2 separate regions of the Mus musculus genome follow, and region 2 is linked to region 1. The links are chromatin contacts, called in public ChIA-PET maps. All regions are on one chromosome and are shown on one strand. Each heading gives the region's core, a stretch centred on a gene start, on an enhancer-like site or on the middle of the called end of the contact. The rest is flanking DNA. Distances are from core to core; before and after follow the strand shown. Region 1 overlaps Gpr89 (G protein-coupled receptor 89). Region 2 has its middle 36 kb from the start of Gm40101.

Evidence for each region. ChIA-PET counts read pairs in DNA pulled down with a chosen protein or histone mark.
Region 2: an RNA polymerase II ChIA-PET map of memory CD8 T cells shows a contact between it and region 1, with 14 read pairs. The contact joins two enhancer-like sites. A contact is called at or near these places in 1 of 115 datasets of contacts at active chromatin or transcription factors (memory CD8 T cells) and 1 of 9 other capture datasets (embryonic stem cells).

What each region holds. Positions count from the first base shown.
Region 1 is chr3:96,879,723-96,883,697 of GRCm38.p6, reverse strand. Gpr89 (G protein-coupled receptor 89) reads left to right here. Exons shown (of 14, transcript NM_026229.4): 8 at 1,070-1,179; 9 at 2,989-3,077; 10 at 3,532-3,624. Among named protein-coding and RNA genes, the nearest start is that of Gpr89, 24 kb to the left of the region's middle. Within about 2 kb of position 1,962, at least 43 of the 459 cell types and tissues checked have an H3K27ac peak or open chromatin away from gene starts, as enhancers often do. A contact at or near this core is called in memory CD8 T cells, where this site is marked.
Region 2 is chr3:97,292,624-97,296,259 of GRCm38.p6, reverse strand. It overlaps a transcript of Bcl9 not described here. Among named protein-coding and RNA genes, the nearest start is that of Gm40101, 36 kb to the left of the region's middle. Within about 2 kb of position 1,734, at least 35 of the 459 cell types and tissues checked have an H3K27ac peak or open chromatin away from gene starts, as enhancers often do. A contact at or near this core is called in memory CD8 T cells, where this site is marked.

The DNA.
Region 1 (3,975 bases), core at 713-3,212:
GTGTTGAGCCAAGAACTGCACAGCCCAGAACCCCCTCACATGCTCGTCCCAAGTTCCCCTTAGAAACTGACGGAGTCGTGGCTCGGAGCCTTTCCTTGGTTCTTTTTTCACGACTTCCCAAAATGCCGAGTTGGAGGGACCGTGTCAGGGAAGGCAGCACAAGCTTGTGGCTGTTTGATTTGTACCTTATCCAGGCAGCGCTCACTGAAAAGGGAACTGTTTCCGTCACCAAAATGAATATGCCTAACACTCTTTGTTACGAGTGACCTTTTAACTGATGCTTTAAGAATTTAGCCCACAGAAATGCCATCTGGCCCTTGTCACCTGGTACCATTTGTTGCAGACATGATGCCAATGCTGCTGCTTCCTCATCCCCATTTTTGTCTCTTGTCACCCAAAAATGTCCACCATGAATTTCTCTGTAGCTTGCTCTCCTACCTGTGCTAGATTTGTCCTGGTTGGTTTTAGGCCCATTGCACTCTTCAAGTAATCATGTGTGTCTTCTAAGCTCACAAGGACCTTGCTCTTAATACTCTGGGCAGACTAGAACTTGCCATCAGCTGTCACGATGCCCCTGAGTGCTCCACAGATAGGAGGAGCACCCACAGATGCACCCTGTCCAGCAGTAGCGCCATGACAGTCATGGCAAGAGGTGGACTGCAGTGAGTTAAGGCCCTGTCTGTGTGAACTTCCTGTTTCCTTTCTGTGGTCTGCTTTTCCTTGTGTCCCTCCTCTGTGCCTGGTTCTTTATAGAATTGTTAGCCACTTTGTTCTCTAAATGATATTAGCATATGGCAAGGATGGATGACAGTGGTATTTCCTTATTCTTTACAACCACCCAGAGTGAGAAAGTAAACTGTGGGTCTCTCAGCTTCCAGGTGGCAGAGCCAGACCTCAGATGTATTGCCTACTCTATATTCTGTTCCCCGGGCCAGGCCACGCAGCCTCTGGAAATGTTGTCTTCTGTGTAACTTCTGAACCAGTGGAGACATAGCTGTGACTCAGGACGGTGGGAGATGAGGCTGCAAGTCCCAGTTCTTTGCTCAGGCTTCTGTGTTCTGTATTGCAGAATGGCCGTGGCACGGAGAACCATGTTCCAGAGAGGGGATGTGCAGAACAAGCCGTCGGGACTCTGGGGCATGCTGAAGAGCGTTACTGCCTCAGCCCCGGGAAGTGAAAGTATCCTTTACCTTCTTCTTGGCTCTTCTCCTCCACTCTGCACCAGGGGCTGAGTCAGTCCCCTCTAGGGTGCCTGGCTGCATCAGGGCCAGCCAGCACTGGGCTAGGAGGTCCAGTGGGCACGTCATCTTCCCTACACTTGTACCTAACTGCAGAAGCGTTGTCTCTGAGCTGGAGCGAACCTATCAGATCATTCTTTCCATTTCACAGATGAGAAAATAGACCCAGAGAGGTGAAGTCACACGGTGGTTTGTGGCAAGTGTAGGAACAGAACTATGGCCTCAGCTTCATAACTTGTTCCGCTGTGCTGTTCTGTCACCCACAGATGCAAGACCACAAAGCACAGTGACTCCCTACAACAGTGTGGTGGCAAGGTTCCATTCCTAACCCAGTTAATGCCACACAGATTTCAAGCAGCTCCACCCCCCCCCCCCTTAAAAAAAATAAATAAAACAGGGCAACCTGGTTACTGGATTGTTCCTGGCCCTGCTGGTTTGGAGGCTGACTAGTTCCACATAGAGAAAACCAAGCCTGTGTGTTTCTCCCTCTTCTCCCGTCCCCTCCCACAGGCTGTCAGGGCTGAGATGTTCTTCTGTCTCTGTCACCAGTTAAGTCAGTTGGAGAAGGATGCAGGCTATTGTGATGGATCCGGACACCATTCTGACGTGGCTATAGATAAGAATCAGACAGAGAAAGCCAGGTGACTGTGGCAGAGAAAGGAAAAGGAGTCATGGGGGCTGGAGAGACGGCTCAGAGGCTCGGAGAGGGGCCTGCTCTTGCACATGTATCAGGTGACTCATAGGTGCCCCAGTCCTAGGGAGCTGCCTTCTGAGGGCTCCCACACTCGTCTGCATATGCGCCCCCACACATACAGACAATTAACAGCAAAATCCACCCTCTCTTTAGAGAAAACAAGTACCCTGCAGCAGTGCTCTGTCTCCTGTTTCCAGGAAGAGTCTAAGTGACAGGACTGGAAGCATAACCTCTCAAGAGCAGCTCGGCCTGGCTGGTAGCCACTGTTGAGGGGAGGACCTGAAGGGTACTTGCTAATTTCACAAAGGGAGGAAGATTTGAATTACTGGGACTATCTATCTTACTATCTTTATTACTTTAAAATTCTTAAAAACCCAAGTGTAGGTTGGTATCAACAAAGTATGGAGTTTTTAGCTCTCTGAGCTCCTGCTTCTTTAGTGAGGAAATACTGACACTTCTGACTGAGGTATGGAAACTTGGCTAGTATCTGGCAGTGGAAAAGACGGGGCCTTGTGTAGGCAGACAGCACTATGCACGCCTATTAGATGCAGGATGAGATGACATGGAGCAAGTTGTTTAACATTCTGAGCCTCTTTCCTTGTCTGAGAAATGGGTTACAGCTGTCTCATGGGATTGTGGGAGCATAAAATAAGATAGAAAGAAGGCATTGCCTAAAGCCCAGCCCGGTGAGGCTCTGACCACAGTGCTGTGTGTGCTGTTTCCTGGCACAGTATCTATCAGTCAGGTAGCATGAAACTGCTGAATTGTGGGTCATGGCGTATACACCATTTGAGGACTGAATTTGATATTAAAAAAATAAAGCAGAACACTAGCCGTGAGATCATATGTCTGAGCAGCAGCTGGCAGATGCATGTGGGGTGCCCCTTCACCCTGTGTCAGCCTGGGAACACTGCCCTGAAGCAGTGCTGAGGTGGGAATAAAAGATGCAGGCAATTCCCAGCTTCTTCCCTACAAAGCTGAGCAAATCCAACCTTTCTTCCCACTGCTTACTGACACTTTTCTGTGATTTAAACCTTGATGCCCACTTTTTGCCAGATCTGACTCTTATCCAACAGGAAGTGGATGCTTTGGAAGAACTGAGCAGGCAGCTTTTTCTGGAAACAGCTGATCTGTATGCTACAAAGGTACAGAGTGAGGAGACAGCTCTGCTTTACCAACACGGTTGAAGAGAGAATGAGACCTCATGGGCTGGCAGTCCTCTGCGAGCAGGCAGTGCTTCTGTGTAAGCCAAGTGGCGTTAGAAAAGAGGCTTACTGTTTATGAAGTCACTCCTGAGTGTGAATGCCAACCACACCTAGAATGCAGTATGGTTTAAATGCAGACTACCCTAACCTTTTCCGAGTTGTTTAACCTCTGAGACTCAGTCTCCCATCTGGAAGGTGAAGGTTCTACAGCATATTTCATAAGGGTAGTGCAGTACTCTGACTGAAAGTCAGCACTCCGTGCAGGTTGGCCCCTAGTAGCCTCTCTTAATGTTATCATGTATGCTGTATTGACTCAGCCACAGGCATGGGAATGCTTTTATAGAAAATGTCTGCCTTTTACTAAAAACCATGTTTTGTGTTTGGTTTTCTTTAGGAAAGAATTGAATACTCGAAAACATTCAAGGGAAAGTATTTTAATTTCCTGGGTTATTTTTTCTCTATTTACTGTGTCTGGAAAATTTTTATGGTACGTATGTTATAGAATTTTTGTTTATTATTGTTATTATTATTTTATTGGTCATATTAGCATTTACTATATATTTCTATTATTATTGTTTGTTAGTGTCTACTAGTAATAATAAAGTTCTGTGAGGGTGCAGGTTCACGTGAGACCAGAGGACAACTCTGGGGAGTCAGTTCTCTCCCTCCACTGTGTTGGGCAAGGTCCGTCCCTAACAAGCTGAGTACTGCAGGGCTGGCTGGCCCACAAGCTTCAGGCGGTTCTCTGAACCTACCACCTATCTAGGCAGAGGAATGCAAGAACTGCAGAGTCAGGCTATTGCATCCAGCGTTGCGTGGGGTCACATTCTGGGGATGA
Region 2 (3,636 bases), core at 485-2,984, 410 kb before region 1:
TGCCTTTCCATGGTTCCAGCCCTCTTGAAATTCCCGAGGGGTTGGGGGGGGGGGGGCTGTTGCTTGCCTGGTTTTAGGTTCTCTGTGACTCTGTTTTACTGTTTGTTCAAAAAAGAAGTCTGTGGAGGTCTGAGTGGCTGTGACCCCTTCTATCCTAACTCAAATGTTTCAGATGGTCTGTGATAGCCCGAGATGGAGGCAAAGAGCCATCCCTGGCTAAGAGGATGTGTGCTCTTCCTACAGAGGCCTGGAAACCTAGATGCTGGGTGTGGGAGAGGAGGAAAGGCATTAGGGGCCTCCATCTGGCAGGAAGGTCCCAGCACTTCTTGATTCTATTTTAACGTCTTACATCCTCAGACTTAATCATCGTCTGCTGTGAAGGCTGGAGAGTTCCCTATGATTTGTCTTTGGCAAGCTTCTGAGTCCAGATATCTCTTTTAAAATGTTAGCATTTCAGAACCGGAAGGGAGACGGAAGGTTACTTGTCATGTTTTTAGATGTGGGTGCTTGGTGAAGCTGACTGCAGCACAGGGTCCCAAGCCCTCTGAAGGTTGTCTCACCGTCCACTCCAACCTCGTCACTGCTTGCCCTCACACACGAGCAGGCACCTTTCCCTGTTCCACTCAACGCACTGGGTTCAGCCAGCACCCTGTGCCAGGTTCACATCACAACAGGGCCCAGACACGGGAGGCATCAGTTGCACCGTTGACTTGCTTCAGGCCCTGTTTTTTGAGGATGGAGGAAAATGTTAGGGGCCCATCCTCGGGCGATGTCTGGTCTTGTTAGTATGATCCACATGAGCCACAGAATCACACAAACCAGTGGTTCCAACACTGCTAATGCATATTAAACAGCATGCAGGCATCACAATGCAGCGTAAGACTGTAGAAGTTATTGGCCTTCCAAACTGTCGTTTTTGTCTACGTGACTGAGGTCCCCTGTTCCAGTCTCACAGAGCCCAAGAACCCCAACAGCTGAAGAAAATGCCCACCCCCATCCCTGCACCCTACACACTTGTTGTGAGCTGGTCTACGTAACAATCATTATCTGGGTAATTCCCATTCACTGTAACCTCTTCGTCAGCCCTAACAGGTGTTGGAGGACTGTGGTCATCGAGGTCCCCTTTACATCTCCCATGGTTCCTGGGCTGATACTAAAGACTTGGGAGCAGGAAACTCCACCATTCTCACTGTTGTTTTGGAACTCCAAAGACAATATTACAATAATACTGTCTTCCCCACCCTTCCCAGCAGAGCCTGTTATCTAACTATACGGCAAAATCTTACCAAGAAAGTGAGTTCAGTCAATCCCATTTAGGGCCAGGTTATTAAACTCTTACTGGTTTGGTGATGTCAGAAGTACCCCCACTTCCTCTTTATAGCCTGCCTTAGAGAGAACACGCACCCATGCTGCTAGTCACTTCTAAAGAGTCACTCAGCGCTCATCCTAACATCTTCCCGGCTTTCTCTAGTATTCAGGGTAATGTTGTCTTCCGGGCTGTCAACCTGCTTCATCTTTTTTAAAGATTAACTTAATGGTTTAAAGAGAAGACAGACATGCCCCCCCCCCACCACCACCACCCATACACACAAATCACAGGTTAGGTGCCTACATTTCAGGAACCCACACACATTGTGTGTGTGGTTAAATCACGTGTCGGGCAAAGTGAGAGTCATTTCAATGCACCCGTCGTTGTTACACAGTGACGTGCTCAAGCCCACGTTATAGCAACAACCTAAATCAGGAGCTTGTCTTGTCTGCATTTGGAACCTGTGGCTTAGGCCTTCTCTCTCAGCAGGATGCACTCGATTCAGTGTCTTTGGTCACTTCCGGACACACTCCCCTAGACGTGTGGGAGGCAGCTTGAGTTGGCACTGGAGAGAGTCACCCAAAGAGAGTAAGGGAGTTGAAAGGTGAATAAAATGAGGATCTGGGTGGAAGAAAGATTTAATGGGCAACCAGAGAGCAGGCATACAGGTCAACCTTACATCCAAGAGAATAAAAGTGAAGACTGTTAGGACATTTTAAAGGATTGTTTACAGACACTTATATTGAGTGCTTCCACCCACTATAGGCAAGACCAACACCAGTGCAAGGCACTCCCTAAACTCATTAGTCACAAATGATGTTTTTGTATGGAGTTTTACAGAAGGAAATTGGTGGGTTTTCTCCCTACAAGAGACATACATATAAGATATAAAGTTTCCACTTTATTTCTTTTAAGCTTTGGCATCTCAATGCGAACTAAGATGGATGCTTAGTCCTCTGCCCTGGCAGCTCTCTGGAGTAGGTGCTATTGTCAACCTCATGTGATATTTAAATAAGGTTCCATGTGGGTCATCTAAGGAGTGGCAAGGTAGCCTCAGGGTGAGATGGCTAACCAATTAAACAATCCTATTACGCTAGTGGCTTGGGTTGTGCCGTCTCTGACGGTTTCACAGGGGTCTTCAAAGACCATCTGAAAATGCAGATGTTGACGTTGCAATTCATAATAGTAGCAAAATTACAACTATGAAGTAGCAACAAAATAAGTTTATGGTTGGGGGTCACCACAACGTGGGGAACTGTATTAAAGGGTTACAACATTAGGAAGTCCGAGAACCACTGTGATAGAGCATCTCCTCAGGAGATGGGAAACAAAAAAGAGGGCTACACAATTCATATCGAAGGCTCTGTGGTGACAGGACAGAAAGAGCCATAGTTTGGGCATCCCACTCCCTGACTTTTTATTTTATTTTATTTTATTTTTTAAAACAAAAAAAAACCCCAAAATTCTAAAGATTTTTAACAATAATTTTAGTTAGTAAATCAGCGGAAGAGATTTCTATTTCTGACTTAATAGTGGCATGTTTTCTATAATGGGCATTATACCAGCTTTTGGCTTGAGTTTGACAGAATCCTTGTTCTCCCACTCTGGATTCGTGTTGGAGTGAAGGATTTGGACTAAGTCATCTTTATGGTTCCCTTCAGCTTTGCTAGTCAGTTGTTTTTCTGATTCTGTGAACAGGCTAAGGGGACAGTCTAGCCATCTAGATGAGGCCCCTTTCAAGAGCTGCGGCTGCCAAATAAATACAGTGGGCTTTGTGGATATGTAGAATAAATGTGTACACATATGCATCCATACAAACTATATTGACATTTTGAAGTGAAAGCACGTTAGGAAAGAGTGGAATTTTAATTTATGGATTGCAAGAGAATTTGCCAGTCAGCATGCAGGCACATGTGCGAGCGACTAAAGAGCCATTTTCAAAAGAATAAGCTGTTTTGAATGCACGTCTTCCTGTATAATAAGTATGAATTTAAAATGGATGGGCACTGGGTGCATCTCTTAGCTTTGCTGTTCTCACGTGCTCTCTCATGGCAACCACGCTGCTCCTTTTTGTATTATGGTCATGTGCTGTTTTGAGGGTGCAAAGGACCCATTTAATCAACTGGAGTGCTGACCGTCCATGCCATGAATGTCCTACTCACTCTGCTCTGGGGCATGGCAGGCCTAGCGACAGTCTTTATCATACGCAGCTCACGGATGTTCTTGTGGAAGAAGAACCTTCTGCTAAGTTACTTGCAAACTGTGTGTGTGCCTGTGTGGTCTGTATGCCTAGCCTAGGGTGTGAGGGACAGACTGAATAATGGCTG